2 separate regions of the Mus musculus genome follow, and region 2 is linked to region 1. A link is a contact called in public ChIA-PET data. All regions are on one chromosome and are shown on one strand. The core of a region is the stretch at or near the end of the contact, and the rest is flanking DNA. Distances in the headings are between cores, read along the strand shown.

The links. ChIA-PET counts read pairs in DNA pulled down with a chosen protein or histone mark.
Region 2: an RNA polymerase II ChIA-PET map of memory CD8 T cells shows a contact between it and region 1, with 12 read pairs. The contact joins two enhancer-like sites.

The regions. Positions count from the first base shown.
Region 1 is chr14:27,227,309-27,233,631 of GRCm38.p6, forward strand. It overlaps a transcript of Arhgef3 not described here. Among named protein-coding and RNA genes, the nearest start is that of Gm34848, 35 kb to the right of the region's middle. Within about 2 kb of position 3,658, at least 163 of the 459 cell types and tissues checked have an H3K27ac peak or open chromatin away from gene starts, as enhancers often do. A contact at or near this core is called in memory CD8 T cells, where this site is marked.
Region 2 is chr14:27,561,385-27,568,351 of GRCm38.p6, forward strand. No RefSeq gene overlaps it. Among named protein-coding and RNA genes, the nearest start is that of Gm25697, 37 kb to the left of the region's middle. Within about 2 kb of position 1,392, at least 95 of the 459 cell types and tissues checked have an H3K27ac peak or open chromatin away from gene starts, as enhancers often do. A contact at or near this core is called in memory CD8 T cells, where this site is marked.

The sequences.
Region 1 (6,323 bases), core at 2,408-4,907:
AATTCTTATATTAAGTTAAAGAGGATGATAATAAAACCATGATTACTACATTATATAATATTATATATTATGTTTAATGGATAAATATCTTGCTACATATGATCATATATGTGTATGTGTGTGTACATACGCTAACACTAGCAATGTCTATTTGTACAGATTCATATTCCTGTTAGAAACAGCCCAACCATTGTTGCTGCTCATAATGATTTTTTTCTTTCCTCTTCCTCCTCCTTTCTGCCTCCTCCTCTTCCTCTTCTTTTAAAAACGAGGTCTCTCTATGTAGCTCTGGCTGTTCCTGGAACTCACTATGTTAGCCAGGCTGGCCTCAAATGCAGAGATCCATCTGCCTTGTGACCTGAGTGCTGGGATTCAAGGCATGCTTGGCCTTATAATGACTTTTTATTGTGGCAAATCAGCCCCTATATTCACCAGACAGGTTGTTCTGTTGGCTTGTTGGCTGTTGAGATTTCCCTTCTAGAAAGAGCTGGTGGGGAGGGTCCAGTGACCCTGAGATTCCATTTGCTCCTTCTAGCCATTTGTATGCAGTTCTGCCCTAACCAGTTCTGCCTAACCTACCTTCAGTAGGTTGATGCGGTCGGAAGTCTTCTATGTGGTATTGGCATATATAGGAGGTAGTTAACTGAAGGGACATTGATCTTGTGGTTATGGGAAGCTGTCACCTGTGCTGAATAAAGACTTTGCAGTGCAGCTGCTTTCAGGTCACCCATGTAATTAGAGGGAACTCCTTATCCTTGCTTTAAGACCCTAGTACCTCCTTGTCTCCCCAGTTGAACTCTGGTGGAATCCTACTTTGCTTTGCTATTGGCACTTTGTAAGGAGAGATAGACAGTGTTACACCTCCCCAGGGAAGGAATTCTTGAAATACAACATCACAGAGGGTCATGGTGGGCTCCCTTCCCACAGCCCCCAGATGTCTGTTCAGCACGGGAGATCTTTTGTGTCCAAACTACACTGTTAGGAAAGCAGCAAGCAGCTTTTGCTCTTAAAGATGACATGAGCCTGAGGTGGGTCTTTGGGAGTTTTGGCAGGTGTGACTGTCATCAAGAAGCACGTGACTCCTGGTCTTCTCCATAAATCACCCACTTCAGAGCTCTGTGTAGCTCCCCATCCCCAGAGGGACAGCTGTGCTGCTGGCGGGAGGACCTTGCCTGGCTCCTTCTGCAGGGAAAGGGAGCCAGGAGACTGAAAAGGGACTTCTTTTCTTTTTTAAATCATGAATACAGTTTTTAGATGACACACTTATGCCTGTAGAATTAAAGATATAGAGGAGATGACTACCAACCCTACCAGCATTAGACCAGTATTGTACAGCCATGACCTTGTCCTTGTCCTTGACAAAGTTAGTTTCTACCTGATTGTACAGCCATTCTGGACCACCCCAGCTGGTTTGTTTCCTCCAGGGAGAGGTGGAATCTCTACCTTGATCCCAATTCTCTGTACCCCAGTCTTTTCTTGTTCCCTTCTGCAGGTCCTCTGACTAACTGGTTCCCTCAATGAGCTGGGCTGTCACTGTCCCTCACTCTCTTGTCTTGACTCCTCTTTTCACCCTAGCAGTTCTCAGCCCTGGCACAGTCCTTGAAGGCATTTATTTCCCCTGGGGAGGGCCTGAAGATTGCTCCTGGCTTCTTCAGGCTTCAGAATTCTTCAAGAACATTGAAAGTGTTGTTTGCCGGTTTGCATCCCATCTGGCTGGCTGTGAATTCTTCTGAGGTGTTCATGCACACCCACCCTTGGAGCCTGTTTCTCTTGACTGGGGAAAGTGAGCCCCATCTCTACCCAAATCAGGATACAGTTCTTCCCTGGGAGGCATGTGGGTGCTAGACTGAATGCCGGCAGGGGTGGAAGGTGTCAGTGTGTGTGTGTGTCTGTGTGTGTGTGTGTCTGTGTGTGTGTGTGTCTGTGTGCAAGAGGAGGCTGCGATCTGGAGTACCAGGTTCAAAGTTCCACCAGCTGTGACACAATTGGTCCTCGTTCACCTGGTGTCTGTGGGAGCACTGTGGTGAGAAGCACCATGATGCAAATCCACGTTAAGTTTTTGTTCATCTCTGGCAAGCCTAGCTCTTGGGACAACTCCTTTAACCTTTCTGAGCCTAGAGAGTGTCAGTAACCTCTATGAAATCACTGAGTAGCCTGGAATCAAGGGAACTTCGCCTGCCGTCTGGCGAGTAGAAGGTCCCCAGGCAGTGGTGTTTGCTACTGTCATCTGAAATGAATTAATCACAGGATGTGGTAAGTTCTGCAAAGGAAATCAACAGGTATCTTGACAGGGAACTAAGAGCTGGGGTGGGGAGCAAAGTCCTTTGGACAGCCTGGTCTGTCTGTTGGTCGGTCGGGGCCTCCCATGAGTTGATGTTACACAGTGAGGATGCTGCCTGCTCTGTGACGAGCTGGGGTGGAGTTTCCTGAAGAGGAATAGCAGGTGCACAGACCCGGAGACAGGAAGGAGCCTGATGAGAAACAGGCCGTGTGACCTCAGATTGGGGGCTGGGGCTGGGGGTGGGGGTGGGGAAGGAAGGCAGAAGAAGATAAAGTCCAGGAGGAATCAGAGACCAACCGATACAGGGCATAAGGTCAGGAGGCAGTGTAAGTGTGAGAGAAGCCATTCCATACTGGAGCTCAGAGCTACTCTGTGCTCTTAACTTCGGGACTGCCTCACAGAACTGTGTTCAGGAACTAGCCCCTTAGCAAGAGATGTAGTTCTGTTAAATAGAAAGTGAATTCACGGTTGGTCGCTCGCTCGCTCGCTCGCTCACAGAGACTGGGAAGGATCAGGAAATCAGGAACAGCCCCAGATAACACCACTAACAATTGTCCTAAGGACACCTGTCTCTGGGTGGGGAAGATGTCACTTTTATAACCCCGGCCCTGACAATAAAACATAGCTTCCAATCTGCCCTCACAACCCCTGCTAACGATGATCCCCTATGACCCCCACACAACTAGCCCTGCAGTGTCCTGGCTGCCCCGCCTCCCAGCTCCTGACCTAGGCCTCCGATGGCAGTACCTAATTGGCTGAGCCTGGCTAGTACTCCGGTGCTCTGGCTTCAAGGAAGGCTGGGAAATGAGTGGGCAGTGTTTGTCTTCTTTAGTAGGACTTGGGCTCTGGTTTCTGAGCTGGGGGCTCCCCAGGCCCAGGAAGGGAGTTCAACTATAGGGCAACCCCACACACGCTTGGCTGTTAGAGATGTCCCAGGCCTCGCCGGTCAGCCTGGAAACACGTGTTCTCTTGAGTGTGCACTTAGTGTGTGGCGGGGCTCTGAGAAGAGTTTTGGCTGCTTTCTTCCTGGCCGATGATAATTTAAAAAACAGCCCTGACTCTGGAGGCAACCATTTCTCTCTGGTATGAGAGGTCAGGCTCCGTGTTTTTAAAAATCCGTTCACTGCGTGCAGGTGTATAGTGTTTGGGTAACTTGTTTCCCTGTGTTTATCACAGATCTGCATTCCTCATGGAATGCCCTGGCTATTGTCAGCCCTCATAATTGGTTCGTGTTCCAGCCGCTCCAGCCGCAGCATGGGCTGTATTGTCTATTTGCAGTTCTTCAGCAGAGTTTATTGTTTATGTATGTGGTCTCCAGGAAGCTGCATTCGGAAATCTCTGCCTCACCAGGAAGTCTCTCTTAAAGAGGCAGCGTCCTGGGAGAGGCCTATGTGGGAGCAGGTGCTAGGCCTCCAGTAAGGACGGCATTATCCCTTGTGTAGACACTTAGACCTCTCCCCAGCATCCGGCTGGTGTGCTGTTTCCCAGTATTGGTGACTCCTTTACAATTCTGATTTAAGGAGGTGAAAGTAGCAATTTTTATTCTTCAGATGCACCCAATCACACATTTTAAAAAGGAGAAAAGTACTTTACTGTTAGACTATCAGGGTGCTGTGCATCATGGAGACAGAGTGCATCTTAATATCTTGGTATTTTCTTGAGGATGTTTTTGTAGAATTCTTGAACTCTTCAGATGGACACAGTGATGAATAAATATGGGTGCCCAAAAGGTCGAGGCAGGAGAATTCCAAGTGCAAAGCCATGCTGGGCTATCACATTAGACCCCACCACAAACAAGCAGATCAGAATCAAACAGAATTTAAAAGAGGATACATTTTCTTCACTTTGAAAAGAAGTAAAAATATTTTTTTTTAAAAGTAACAGAAATATTTAAACCTATACAAAAATAGAATGTGAGGACCCCTGGTGTCCTTACACGGTTTGCTCTGCCTTCACACACGTCAGTCAGTGTCCTGTAGGACTTCCCACACGTTGTTGAGAAAGGAAGGCACCATTACATGTGTTCTACACATGAGAAAACTCAGGTTGCAGAAGTGAAGTGTCTTACCAAGCAGTACCGGGCCCAGCCCATCACATCTTACTGCTTTTCCTAGCCCTGGCAGGCGGCTGTAGCTAAAGTTACTATAGGGAGGGAGGGGCTGAGGAGATGGCTCAGTGGGTAAAGGCGAGGGAGCCTGACTGCCCCGGTTTCGTACACAGAACCCACATTATGGAGGAAGGAGAGAAGTGATTGCCCTATGTGGGTCAAGGAACACACACACATGAAAGAAATGCCCTGATTGTTTTAAGTATACCTGAAAAAACGGAGGAGAAACTTTGTAGTAAAAATGACTTTTGCTTTGTTACATAGTTTGACCCAGAACATTAAAACGTAAAGTTGTTTTTCTGACCTAAGCAAATTTCTTCTTAAAAATCCTCCTGGTTATTATTATTCAGTAGAAGCTTCAAAAATGCCATCCTCACCCCCACGTTCGGCCTTTCCACTCGTAACTTGATTTGGCAGTAGACTGACAAATAGTAAGTGCCATTTCCAAGTAAGGAAGTTCTCTGGCTGATAGAGATCAGCTCCATTCGTGTAAACCTTTTCTCTTCCAAAGAACCGAGCGGAGGTCAGTAACCCGCAAGGGGTTCACTTTTAACGGCGAGGCTAACCAAGAGGACTTGACAGGCCTTGGAAGAGCTGCATGGAGGAGGCTCGTGTTCGAAGATAGAAATCAAAAGGGCCGCTTTGCAAAAGCTCCCGCACGGGCAAGACTGTAGAGCAGTTCCCTGGGCATCTGTATTATTTCTAGGTTGCTGCGACCGCATCAGACAAAGACAACTTAAGGCAGGGAAGGTTCTGGTTTTGGTTTACTGTTTCAGTGGGTTCCAGTCCCTCGTGGTAATGATGGTACAGAAGAATCACCCAGGCTGTGGCCGTGGGAGCACGTGATAGAGGCTGTTCCTAGCCTGGTGGACCCGGAAGCAGAGAAACTTGGGGAAGGGGAGGATTGGCTGAGATAGCCCTGAAGCCCCACCCCTCCGCTAGTGGTCTCCTTCCTTGGTCTAGGTTCCGCAACCTCCTAAAATAGATCCGTGCCCAAACCATGAGCCTCTGGGGGATATTTCAGACTCAAGCCACAACAGTATCAATTGCCAAATAATGCGAGGAATTTGGTTATAAAGGTTCCGATTTGTTTAGAGAGAGAAAAAGTACAGCATACAAATAATAGCTCAGAGCAAAACTGGCAAGATAAGCCCAGAAGACTAGGCAGGTTAGCCATCTGTAAGGATCCCGTGTCAAGGCACCATTTATTTTTAGTTCTTGGGTTGAAACTGTAGATGAAGAGTTTCTTATTTATTTGTTCTTGACCTTGGGCAGCCAGGTCTGTTCCCACGTGCTTTCCATTTATTTTGTAATCTTGTTGGGCTGGGGCACTGAGCAGGGCTTGGTCTGAATCTCTACAGTTAAGTCACCTATATCCAGTTTTTGGGTGGCATCTAGAGGCCTGCCCTCCCCTCCCCCATAACTCATAGTAAATCAAGGGGTATAGCTGCCCAAGTTGTGTTTGCAGCAGTAAAAAGTAGATCGAGAGACATTCAGTGAAAGGAGCTGACCACAAGTAAACACCCAGGCTCGGCATCCTCCGACGTCCTTAATTCTCACTGGCTCGATGTGGTGATGCCCCTCTGCCAGGATGACCCCATCACAGACACTTGTGGTTCCTCCCTCCAACCATGGCATAAAAACTTGGTTTCCTCTTCTTGTACCCGAATTTGGCAACCATCTCAGAAATCTAAGGCCTGTTACTTTTCCAATGTTAGGTGTTGGTTAAATCAATGGTAATCATTTTACATTTCGGTCATTACTAGCATCCCATTTCTGCACTGATCACTTTATGTCCCCTTCTGTAACTCATCAGGCAGAATTGTGGGAACTTCTGTGTAACTTCAGGTGCACAGGGACATCCCAAGGCTGTCTTCTGATGCTTTAGATTCTGTGGTGTCTTTAGTGTCTCATACACAAAGGAAGAGATTACAG
Region 2 (6,967 bases), core at 142-2,641, 330 kb after region 1:
CTTCTTGCTCAGTGTCCTTTTTCTTTACAGTAAAGACATTGATCTTTAGCCAAAGCTCTCTGCAGTTGCCTGGTACTGTCTTACTAAACTCTCTAGTTTCCCTGACTACTGTGGCCAGTATTTTATGCAAGTTTCTCTCTTGTCTATTATCCCTTTTTAATTCCCTGCCTTCCTGTTCCTTCTACTTATCATTTCTAAGTGCTAGCATTATCAGCATGTGCCACCTTGCTAGTCTCTAGTCTTTGTTATTTACCTCTCTTTGCTCCTGTTTTCCTGACTGTAATGGAGATCTCATACAATGTTTTCTCTCTCTCTATCCCTTTGTTCCTCCTCCTTGTCTTTGCTTCCTTTGCATGTTGTCCAGTTATCATGTCCCCATCCTCTCCCTCTACCCTGGTTTATCCTTATGTCTCACTGCACATCTCTGGTTCTGGCTTTGTTCTTCTTCCCATCATGCTTCCTATTTCTATCTAGCAACCCTTTCTCTTGCCTGCCTCTCTCATCTCAGACCTCTCTCTAATCCTCTTCATCTCTATTTCCACCTCTCCTCACTGTCGATCTCTTCATTTGCCACTCTCATCCGTCTCTCCTGAGTCTGCTGAAGCTTTGCTCTTCCTTACCCTCGAGATCTCCTTGCCTAGATTCTCTATGGGTGTAATCTTTCTCTCTTCCTCCCAGACTGTGAGGAGCCGCCCTTGCAATCGCCATTACAAGATGGCGCTGATATCTGGTGTTCTAACTGGTAAACAAGTAGTCTGCGCATGTGCTGGTGTATTTTTCCATTCCTTGTGCCCTGCCTGTCCCGTGGCGTCATCTGGACTGATGGTGAGCAACCAGTCAGGGTGAAATATGTCTCCAACTGCTTTTGTGGTCTATTTAAGGACCGAGTTTCCTGTGTTCTGGGTCTCCTCCCCAGAAGCTGATCATCTTTCTCTCGAGATGCATTAAAGCTTTGCTGCAAAAGGATCTGAGTGTGTCCTGTGTTTGTGTCCTCGCTGGCGAGACTCTTTATCACACAGGGACATCTGGTGCTGAAATCCCAGGAATTCTACAACATTGCCGGCACTGAGGAGGCCCCCCGGAAACGGGGCGGGTCCAGAACTGCAGTGAAAGGTAAGTTCGGAGAGATATGTCTGATTGTGAGCCTGTTGTTCCCTTTGACTTTGGTCTCAATCTAGAAACACCGCGGGATGGGTCGGTAGAAGCTTTGGTTTTTGTAACCCTGGCATTTGTTTTCTTTCTCCTGGTGCCTTATTGTGTTTATCGTGGTTGGTGTTGGCCTTGAGGTGCGGTCAGTCCCACGTAAATAAGTGGCAGCACTGTCAAGCTCAGTCAGTCTCTGGTAGATAAGAGAGCGGACCATGGCACTTTACTTTCACTTCTGCTCCGGGAGCAGACTTCTGCTTTGAGAGCAGACTTCTGCTTCAGGGACGGACTTCTGCTTTTGAAACGGAGCATGGCATTTTACTTTCACTTTCTGCTTCAGTGTGCCTTAAATCAGATGTAGATAAACCGCAGGCACAATGGGGTCATCACAGTCAATTGTAAATGCACTGCAAATTGTCCTTAAGCAGAGAGACCTCAAGATTGCCACACACACTCTACAAAATTTTGTCAAAGAGATTGACCGTGTTGCCCCATGGTATGCTTGTTCAGGTTCCCTGACCACAGCCTCGTGGAACAGGTTCCCTGACCACAGCCTCGTGGAATAAACTAGGAAGAGACCTAGATAGAAAATTTGAGGAAGGAGACTTACACCTAGGCACTAAGGCAATTTGGAAATTAATAAAGAACTGCTTAGAAGATGAGACCTGCCAACCTGCAGTGGTTGAGGGACAAGAAACGTTAGAGAAGGTTCAGGACAGCATGTCAGAAACCGAACGGAGCGAGAGATTAGGAGCTCATAAAAAGAAAAAAGACATGTCTAAGGAAAAAGGACCTCCCTGGAAGTTAGAAAAGGGGGGAGTGAAAAAAGGGGAAGGTGAAAACGTGCCCCCTACAGGTATACTTAGTAATATTTATCCCACCTGAGAGCTAGAAGCCCTAGAACTTGATAGCTCAGATTCTGATGATTTAGACCCTAGTGAAGAGGCAGAATTAGAAGAGGAAGCAGCAAGATATGAAGAGGAAAAGTATGGCCCTGATCAAAGAGTACAGCAAAAAGTTAATAAAAGGGGGGGGGGCATACAGCCATCACCCAATCCCTCAGCGCCTCCACCATATGAATCAAGATATGGTGCTAGTTCCTTTCTGCCTCAGGAGGAATTAAAAAGATTCAGATGGCTTTTCCAGTTTTCGATGCTGGAGACAGTGCAGGACGCATACATGCTCCTGTAGAATATCAACAAATTAAGGAACTTGCCGAATCTGTCCGTAATTATGGAGTCAATGCCAACTTCACCTTAGTACAGGTTGAGAGATTTGCCAATGTAGCAATGACTCTGGCAGACTGGCAAATGACAGTTAAGGCCACTCTACCTAATATGGGACAATACATGGAATGGAAAGCATTGTGGTACGATGCTGCCCAGAATCAGGCAAGAATTAATGCTGTGGCAGAAGATGATAATCAGAGGCAATAGACTTTTGAATTATTAACAGGCCAAGGACAGTATGCTGCCAATCAGACTAATTATCATTGGGGAGCATATGCTCAAATATCAGCGGCTGCCATTAAGGCTTGGAAAGCTCTTACAAGAAAGGGAGAAGCTGGAGGCCACCTTACAAAGATTATCCAGGGCCCCCAGGAGCCGTTCTCAGACTTTGTAGTGAGAATGACAGAGGCCACAGGAAGAGTTTTTGGAGACCCTGAACAGGCCATGCCGTTAATTGAACAGCTCATTTATGAGCAGGCCACACAGGAATGCAGGAATGCAGGAATGCAATCACGCCAAGAAAAAACAAGGGATTGCAAGATTGGCTTAGGGTATGTAGAGAGCTAGGAGGTCCACTTACTAATGCAGGACTGGCTGCAGCCATATTACAATCACAAAAGCGCCCCTCTACCAGCAAACAAAGAGCTTGTTTTAACTGTGGAAAGATAGGCCACCTAAAGAAAAACTGCTCCCTCCCAGAGCGGGCCCGGGTGGCTACTCTTTGCTCTCGTTGTGGGAAGGGTTATCACAAAGCTAGTGAATGCTGCTCAATTCGCGATATGAAGGGGAGGCTCCTGCCCCCAATCAATGAATCTGACAACCGCCTACCAAAAAACGGGGTTGTGGGCCCCCGATCCCAGAGCCCTCACAAATATGGGAATCGGTTTATCAAAAGCCAGAGCAACTTAGAGGAAATGAACCCCAAGGAATCGCATCAGTGGACCTGCATTCCACCACCGACTTCCTACTCATGCCACAAATGAATGTTCAGCCTATTCCAGTTGAGGCCCCGGAACCCTTACCTTCAGGAACAGTGGGCCTGATAATAGGGCGAGGATCGCTGACTATGTAAGGACTTATAGTTTATCCTGGAATAGTAGATCATCACCATTTACAAGAAATCCAGGTCCTTTGCTCCTGCCCTCAAGGAATTCTCTCCATTACATCAGGAGATAGAATTGCACAAATGATCCTATTGCCCACAGGGAGAGAGGAAAGAACACAAACACATGGAAGCAATCATATGGGCTCTTCTGGCCAAGATGCAGCATATCTAATTATGCCACTAAATAATAGACCCACGCTGCATTTAACAATCAATGGTAAAGACTTTCAGGGAATTATGGATACAGGGGCCGATAAGAGCATCATCTCCTCACATTGGTGGCCTCGGGCCTGGCCTGTAGATAAATCTTCCCACTCGCTACAGGGCCTGGGATATCAATCATGTCCTACAATCAGTTCTACACAATTGGAGTGGCAGACTCTGGAGGGACAGAGAGGCTTATTTACCCCTTATGTCCTTCCATTACCAGTCAATCTTTGGGGAAGAGATGTTCTCTCAGAAATGGGCCTGACCTTAACAAATGAGTATTCTACACAAGCTGTTAAAACCATGAGTAAAATGGGTTACAAAAAAGGAAAGGGATTAGGGAAAGGAGAGCAGGGTAGACTTGAACCTATCCCTCAAGAAGGTAATAAAGGGAGACAAGGTTTGGGTTTTTTCTAAGGGCCGTTGGGGGCTCTATGCCCATACCATGGCTTACAGAGGAAGTTGTATGGGTTCCTCAATGGCCTCTCTCCTCTGAAAAATTAGAAGCAGCCACAAAACTGGTCTCTGAACAGCTATGCTTGGGTCATTTAGAACCCTCTACCTCACCCTGGAATACACCTATTTTCGTAATTAAGAAAAAAATCAGGAAATTGGAGGCTTCTTCATGATCTCAGAGCAATTAATGCCCAAATGAACCTTTTTGGCTCCATTCAACGGGGATTGCCCTTATTATCTGCCCTACCCAGATATTGGAAAGTTGTTATTCTAGATATTAAAGATTGCTTTTTCTCTATACCTTTGTGTCCTCAAGATAGGCCACGATTTGCCTTTACTGGTCCAGCCCTTAACCGTATGGAGCCTGATAAGCGATTTCAGTGGAAGGTACTCCCTCAGGGCATGGCAAATAGTCCTACTATATGTCAACTTTTTGTACAAGCAGCTTTGGAGCCTGTAAGACATCGGTTCCCCCACCTTGCTTGTCATACATTATATGGATGACATTCTTCTTTCACACAAGGATATGACAAACTTGCAAGAATCCTACCCATTTTTGATACAGATATTGGCACAATGGGGATTACAAATAGCAGCAGAAAAGGTGCAAATTTCAGAAGTGGGCACATTTTTGGGGTCTATTATATCCCCCACTAGAATAACTCCTCAAAAACTAGAGATTCGCAGAGATCATTTACACACCTTAAATGATTTTCAAAAATTGTTGGGAGATATAAATTGGCTGAGACCATTTCTAAAGATTTCCTCGGCTGAGTTAAAACCTTTATTTGATATTCTGGAAGGGGATTCTCATATCTCCTCCCCTAAGACTCTTACTTTTGCCGCTAATCAGGCTTTACAAAAGGTAGAAAATGCCTTGCAAAAGGCTCAATTACAGCACATTGATGAGTCACAGCCTTTTAATTTGTGTGTCTTTAAGACAGCTCAGTTGCCAACTGCAGTTTTGTGGCAACATGGACCTTTATTATGGGTTCATCCAAATGCATCTCCTGCTAAAATAATAGATTGGTATCCGAATGCAGTTGCGCAGCTTGTGTTCCGAGGGATAAAAGCAGCCATCACTCATTTCGGACGAGATCCTAATTTCTTAATTGTGCCTTATACTGCTACACAAGTTCAAACCTTGGCAGCTACATCTAATGATTGGGCAGTTTTAGTCACCTCCTTTTCAGGACAGATTGACAATCATTATCCAAAACATCCAATTTTACAGTTTGCCCTAAATCAGGCTATTGTGTTTCCACAAGTAACAACTATGGAACCACTCAAAGATGGGATTATAGTATATACTGATGGATCAAAAACTGGTATAGGTGCTTATGTGATTGATAACAAGGTGGTATCAAAACAATATAATGGAACCTCACCTCAGATTGTAGAATGCCTAGTGGTACTGGAGGTTCTTAAAACCTTTCCAGGGCCGCTTAACATTGTATCAGATTCTTCTTATGTAGTTAATGCAGTTAACCTTCTTGAGACAGCTGGAGTAATAAAACCTTCCAGCAGGGTTGTCAATATTTTTCAACAAATACAATCTGTATTATTAAATAGAAGATTCCCTGTTTATATTACTCACGTTAGAGCACATTCAGGCCTTCCTGGTCCTATGTCTTTGGGAAATGATTTGGCAGATAAAGCCACTAAGGTTGTGGCTGTTGCTCTGTCTTCACAGACAGAAGCTGCAAAAGAATTTCATAAGCGCTTTCATGTGACAGCTGAGACTTTACGTCGCCGCTTCTCATTAACTAGAAAAGAAGCTAGAGAAATTGTTACTCAATGCCAAAATTGCTGTGAATTCTTACCTGTACCTCATGTGGGGATAAACCCACGTGGCGTAAAACCTTTACAGGTCTGGCAAATGGATGTTACTCATATCTCCTCCTTTGGAAGACTTCAGTATTTACATGTTTCTATTGATACCTGCTCTGGTATTATATTTGCTACGCCTCTAACAGGAGAGAAGGCCTCACATGTAATTCAACATTGCCTCGAGGCATGGAGTGCTTGGGGACAACCTAAAATCCTTAAGACAGACAATGGACCAGCTTATACGTCTCAAAAATTTCAACAGTTTTGCCATCAGATGAATGTGACTCATCTGACTGGTCTTCCATACAACCCTCAAGGACAAGGCATTGTAGAACGTGCCCATCGCACTCTCAAGTCCTATCTAATTAAACAAAAGGGGGGAGTTGAGGAGGCTCTACCCTCAGTACCAAGAGTAGCTGATTCCATGGCACTCTTCATTCTTAATTTTTAAAATCTTGATGCTCAAGGCCATACTGTGGCTGAATGTCACTGTTCAGAACCGGATAGGCCCAAGGAAATGGTAAAGTGGAAAGATGTCTTGACAGGAAAATGGAGAGGCCCGGATCCTATTTTAATAAGATCCAGGGGAGCTATATGTGTTTTCCCACAGGAGGAAGATAATCCCTTTTGGATTCTGGAGCACCTCACTCGAAGGATCCAGCTCTTGGACAATGAGTCACAGGAACAAGATCCCAAGACATCGATGGATCATACTCCTCATGCTGGGGATTCTGGTTCCTAGTATATCTGGAGAGTTAAGATGGGGAATTATGTCAACTTTCCCTCTTCCTATGCCAGTTATGCATAATGCACAAATATTTCCACGCTTTTTCACTACAGATAAAGAACTGGGACTTGCTTATTTACCCTTAGATGAACAGATTCAGGCTTTACTAGAAAATAGAACCTTCTTCCTACAGGAAAACCTGTGCTTTATGTTAATTTCCTCGTTACAAGATAAGAGTCAATGTAGATCCTTGTATTATCAATCAGC